2 separate regions of the Ovis aries genome follow, and region 2 is linked to region 1. A link is a contact called in public Hi-C data. All regions are on one chromosome and are shown on one strand. The core of a region is the stretch at or near the end of the contact, and the rest is flanking DNA. Distances in the headings are between cores, read along the strand shown. Region 1 has its middle 24 kb from the start of CCN3. Region 2 has its middle 45 kb from the start of MAL2.

Evidence for each region. A called contact is a pair of places that touch in the nucleus more often than the background predicts.
Region 2: a Hi-C map of tail adipose tissue shows a contact between it and region 1, with 6 times the contacts expected there. The contact joins two enhancer-like sites. A contact is called at or near these places in 8 of 16 Hi-C or Micro-C datasets (hypothalamus, mesenteric adipose tissue, muscle and 4 more).

What each region holds. Positions count from the first base shown.
Region 1 is chr9:57,906,664-57,909,617 of ARS-UI_Ramb_v3.0, reverse strand. No RefSeq gene overlaps it. Among named protein-coding and RNA genes, the nearest start is that of CCN3, 24 kb to the left of the region's middle. Within about 2 kb of position 1,272, at least 3 of the 54 cell types and tissues checked have an H3K27ac peak or open chromatin away from gene starts, as enhancers often do. A contact at or near this core is called in tail adipose tissue, where this site is marked.
Region 2 is chr9:58,041,838-58,044,860 of ARS-UI_Ramb_v3.0, reverse strand. No RefSeq gene overlaps it. Among named protein-coding and RNA genes, the nearest start is that of MAL2, 45 kb to the left of the region's middle. Within about 2 kb of position 1,535, at least 2 of the 54 cell types and tissues checked have an H3K27ac peak or open chromatin away from gene starts, as enhancers often do. A contact at or near this core is called in tail adipose tissue, where this site is marked.

The DNA.
Region 1 (2,954 bases), core at 23-2,522:
GGTGAGATTTCTATTCTTCATAAATCATGCTTCATTCCAATGTATTCTATATCAGAGGAGGATAACTGATTCTATTTGGATGAGCTCATTTAAACATGTCAAGCTGTTTCACAAAGATTAATTAAAATATGTCAGCTATGCTGGTGGCAAAGCCATCTTGTTTTAAATCTTCAAGAAGTAATATACAAAGCAGGATTACAACTGTTCAGCCTTTAGCATGACATGCATAAAATCAATATTTCAAGCTCCTTTGGGAGCTACAGCCCAGCATGTTGCATATGAATCGTCATAATGACCTCACCCAGCCCCTCCTGTCCAGTGGGAAATGGGATTACCCAGCCTTCGAGGAGGGACTCAAAGGCTAAGCAGTTCCGAAGAGCTGTGGACAGGCTGATGGTTTTCTAGAAGACAAACGTCAAATGTACAAGTTTCCTAGATGCCATGCCTTAATCAGTCCCAGATGCTCCAAACTCAGAGAGCCAAACTCAGTCATTGGAAAGGCTTTGAGGACAGCAGAGCAAAGGCATGGTCAGAGCCCATCCTGAATGGCTTCTCACTTCCCAGAAGTTCACAATAGCAAGACTTCTATAGAGCCCAGAAGGGCTTCCCAGGAACTGCTAGTGGTAAATGATCCACCTGCCAATGCAGGAGATGCAAGAGACATGGGTTCAAACCGTGTGTGAGGAAGATCCCCTGGAGGAGGAAATGGCAACCTGCTTCAGTGTTCTTGCCTGGAAAATTCCATGGACAGAGGAGCCTGGCGGGCTACAGTCCATGGGATCGTGAAGAGTTGGACACAACTGAGCACACAATATGATTATATATTCCAGAAGAAAAAAAATGAACCTAAAAGTTTCATCTGGGAGATCTTATCTTTTTTGAGATTTTATCTTGTATCTCACTGAATGAAAGCAGTTCTCATTGATTGATCTTTCTGGATTTATTATAACCAATATTTTAATTTCTGTATTTTTAAACTTTGTGTAAAACTAGGTTCTCCTTTGAAATTTGGTTGATTTAAGATTCCTACCAATTCTTTCCTTGTGTTTTGAAATTTCAGCTCCACTTGAGGATGCCTTAAGGATAATCTGAGAAGCAACATGGTTAGGATTGACTAGCGCAATATTTTAGCTGGGATGATTTTGCTTCCCAGGGGATGTTTATCTAAAGACATTTTTTTAAAAAATTTTAACAGCAGGGGAGTTGCTACTGGCATCTGGTGGATAGAGGTCAAAGATACTTCTAAACATCCTACAAAGCACATGACAGCTCTCACAACAAGGAATTATCCAACCCAGTTGCCAATAGTGCCACAGCGAAGAAGCCTTGCATAATAGCAAAAGCTTAATGTCAGAAAAAGCTCAAGTTTAAACCCTCTCTCCAACTATGTTGTAGGAGGCAAAGAAAGCGACAGACTAATTATTCCAGTGTTGACTAATAAGAAATCTCTGAAAAAAAGATGCTGCAGAAACCACTTTTGTGACAAGATGGATGAGCTAGAAAATACATGTGGCCTTATGGCTGGCCATTAGAACACAACTTGGAAAGATAAACTCCAGGACTAACTGGGAAAAAGAATTGATAACCAAAGAGATTGCCCATTTGTGACATATTTTGGCTGACTTAGGGACCCTCACTTTTTCTGGGAAAGTGTTAATATCCAGAAAAACTGAAAGAGGAATTAAGATAAGCATCAGCTATGTGTTGTTTTTAAGCCACAGTTGAAGAGAGATCATGAAATACATTTTTTCATTCATGTCTGTCTCTCCCCTATGTGAGAAACATGGCATGCGCAATTGGCGCCTATATTATCCTTTGGGCAATAAGTTATCCCAGTTGCCTTAGCAACTGTCAATATTTGTCTGGTATGTCACAGCCCCAAGTTGGCTGATGTCTGATTCAACATTTACTTGTAAAGTTTAGGGAAGAGAGACACCCAGTGGTCTAAATGAAACCGACCTGCTGAAAGCCATCTTCTGCTTCATTTTATTTTCACTTGAGAATGTTTATTAATCTTTTAATCTGATCCTCTTTTAATGATCAGCAATACCCTCAGTTAAAATTATGGAAACAGAGAAGAACAAGGGTTGGAACACTTACTTTATCTATAAAGGAGCCAACAGCAAATATTTTAAGCTTTTTGTGCCATATAGCCTCCATTGCAACTATACAACTCTGCTGTTAGAGCATAAGGGCAGCATTAGACAATAGATAAACAAATGAGCATATCTGTATGGCAATACAATTATATTTACAAAAAGAAGCAGCAGATGAGATATGTCCTACAGGCAATGGCTTACCACCTCTGCAAAGGAAAATAGAATTGATATGCCTTTTCAAGCTATACTTGCAAATGTCCCTTCATTCTCCCAAATTTCCAGAGACTTGGAAGAGTTCCTGCAAAAAGAAATAAAATCAGCATTCAGTTAATAACATATGCACAACAGCTATGTATTGTGTGTGTACTGTTCCAAGCACTTATTCTAAATACCAGGATAACAGCAAGGTACAAAGCAGTTAAAAATCCCTGTCCTATAGATCTTATAATTATAGTCGGTAATAGACTGTGTAAAGAAAATGTCCAAGAGACTTTCCTGGAACTCGTTCGTATTTAGGGGACTTTCTGTACAAGAAGGAATGGAATTGCCATTGGAGAAAGGATGGTAAGGAAAACTTCAATGAGAAGGTGAAGGTGTAGCTCATGGAAACAGTGAAAGTAACCCAAGCAGAGGAGACAGTGAGTGTTCAGACTCTGAGCAGGAGAGATCAAAGATGCCCCTGTGCCTGGGGCAAAGTGGTTACGGGAAGAAAGGGAGGTGAGAACATCAGAAAGGAGGGGAGAAAATCAGAAAAGTGAACGGAGCAGGATGACAGCAGGCCGGTGGTCACTGTATGGAATTTGGATCTTATACTGAGTGGGGTATTTTGAGCAGAAGAGTGGCATGTGACTTAGC
Region 2 (3,023 bases), core at 286-2,785, 130 kb before region 1:
TATGGATGTGAGAGTTGGACTGAAAAGAAAGCTGAGTGCTGAAGAATTGATTCTTTTGAACTGTGGTGTTGGGGAAGACTCTTGAGAGTCCCTTGGACAGCAAGGAGATCCAACCAGTCCATCCTAAAGGAAATCAGTCCTGAATACTCATTGGAAGGAATTTGTTGAAGCTGAAACTCCAATACTTTGGCCACCTTATGTGAAGAACTGACTCCTTAGAAAAGACCCTGATGCTGGGAAAGATCAGCATCATTGAAGGCGGGAGGAGAAGGGGACAACAGAGAATGAGATGGTTGGATGGCATCACTGATTCAATGGACATGAGTTTGAGTAAACTCCAGGATGGACAGGGAGGCCTGGCGTGCTCCGTGGAGTCGAAATGGGTCGGACCGCTAACATTTATTGAACATTTACTAGATGCTAGTCACTGATCCAGGCTTCCCAGGTGGTGCAGTGGTAAAGAATCTGCCTGCCAAAACAGGAGACACAAGAGACGCAGGTTCAATCCCTGGGTCAGGAAGATCCCCTGGAGTAGAAAATGCTCCTGTTCCAATATTCTTGCCTGGCAAATTCCATAGACAGAGGAGCCTGGCAAGCTATAGTCCATGGGGTCACAAAAGAGTCAGATACGACTTAGCAAATGAGCACCCACAGTCACTGATCCAAGAACATCAGATGTATCACACCCTCCCCAAACCCCTAGACATACCTTTATGATCACCATTTTCCAGATGTCAAAACTAAGGTCGTTGGAACGTGAGGATTTGTTTCACGTCGTGTGACATTTCCAACCTAAGTGATATGGCCCAAGAAGGCAGGAAGTACGGAAACCTAACACATTTCACAATTCTGAACCAAGTGCAAAGAGTTGGGTAAATTTATACTTTTAGGTTTTATCATGGCCGTGTACTTGGTTGGTGAACACTGGAGAAATGCTAGAGTGTTTTACAACAAGACACAGACATTTCCCACAGATTTCCAGCTACCTCTGTTTTTGCACTCCAGCCTGCTATCAGTCTTTTCATCTGCCATCAGGGTTCAACAAAGGGCACCAAGCTATGAAGTGTATGAAAACAAGTGCAACATGGGTTGCATGCCTCCACTACATCCTGTCCTACAGTTTAGTGCACCTGAGGCAAATCTCTCTGGAATTCAGATGAGCTCTGGTCACTCACAGTTGATAGCTGTGGGACAACCCTACTGATCAAATGACCCTAAAGCAAGAATTTTGTTGGGGTGTTTTTTCATGAAATATGTTTAGTTTGGGTTTGTACTCACACTGCAAAGTCACAAGTGAGAATCCTTTTTCTGTCCCGTTCTTTTTCTCTCTTGACCACTTGGTAATTTCCATTTCGATTAAATTCAGATTAATCGAAGAGCATTCAATGCTGAAACCCACATTCACTTTTCTTTTAGCTGTTCTTCCATCCAACCAGGAGAGGGCAGTATGAGCACAGTTTAGAGGCTTGATAGGTAGCTGCTCAAGAGTAGGAAACTTCAGAAAGATTTTCCATTTTAACATGATCTGCTCTTGAGTCCCTTGCCTCAGGGTTATGTGTAAACCCACAGTTTAAGGCTGTATGTAACATTCTGTCCTAAGTAAGGGCTGAGAGTTTGGCTTCTTTTAAGTCACTAAGCCAAAACTTAATCATTAAAAACACAGATAGCAATAAATGTAATCATAATGCTTGTTTCCACTTGGTGGGGTGAAGGGGTGAGAGTGTTAAGTGCTCAGTCATGTCCGACTCCTTGTGACTCCATGGATTGTAGCCTGCCAAGCTCCTCTGTCCATGGAATTTCCCAGGCTAGAATACTGGAGTGGGTTGCCATGCCCTCCTCCATGGAATCTTCCCGACCCAGGGATTGAACTGGGGTCTCCTGAATTGTAGGCTGTTTCTTTACTGTCTGAGCCACCAGGAGGAGTGAGGGGAGACATGAAAAACATCAGCACTTTCATGTCCTTGAGACATTCATTACATTACAATTAAAAGTCATTTTTTCAAACACCTTTCAGTATCTTTTGCTATTAATCAAAATACAATTTGGGAACATAGTCCCGGGTTTCCCCGTTTGCAAAACTTGGTGGCTCCTTCTACTAAAGATGGGCAATGCTGTCAGCCTTCACTTACAGCCTTATGGTGATTGAATTATTAACAGCAACACACTTAAGGCCATCATGCTTGTCATATAATAATCAAAGTAAAAAGAAAAGAAATGCTATATCTTGTAGTCACCTCTCTTTCCGTCTTTGCCCTCTGTGATTGAAGTCGCAGTTATTTTCACAACCAGCTTGGTGGGGTGGTTCCATGAAAGAAATACAGAGTTGAGAGCCAGGTAGAACTTGTTTTATATTTTGACTCTACTGGGAGATTGAAGGCTAGTCTGGTAATGGAAAAGACCCTGATGCTAGAAAGACCGAGGGCAGGAGGAGAAAGGGGTTTCAGAGAATGAGAGATGGTTGGATGGTATCACTGACTCAATGGACACAAGTGTGAGCACGCTCCAGGAGATGGTGAAGGACAGGGAAGCCTGGTGTGCTGCAGTCCATGGGGTCATAGAGAGTTGGACACGACTTGGCGACTGAACAACAACAACAAGAATTGGAGCAGGAGCTGCTGCTGCTGCTGTTTTTGTTGCTGTTATGAACTGACCCATGACATTCCTCCAGGGGATAATGGAGTCTTTGTGTTATTCTGGTAACACAGGTATTAGCCCAAATAAATCATTTTCTTTTTAATCAAACAACTCAGTTTTCAATATTAAGGAGGAAAATTCAAATCTTCTTTTCATTCACTCCCCAATTCATATTTCTCAAATTTCCTATCCTCTATTAAGTCCTTTTCTTCCATATGCCTTCTTTCCCTTCAGGAAAGCCAACAGCAAAAGTCATAAGAAATAATAATAAGAAACCTTCTCAAAACTTACTTGCAGTTGACTCAGTGTTACTTACCTCTGAGAAAGGAACCAAATTTGGTCCTAAAGAAACAATGATTTCAGCAAATACCACAGAGTTAATGAAAATC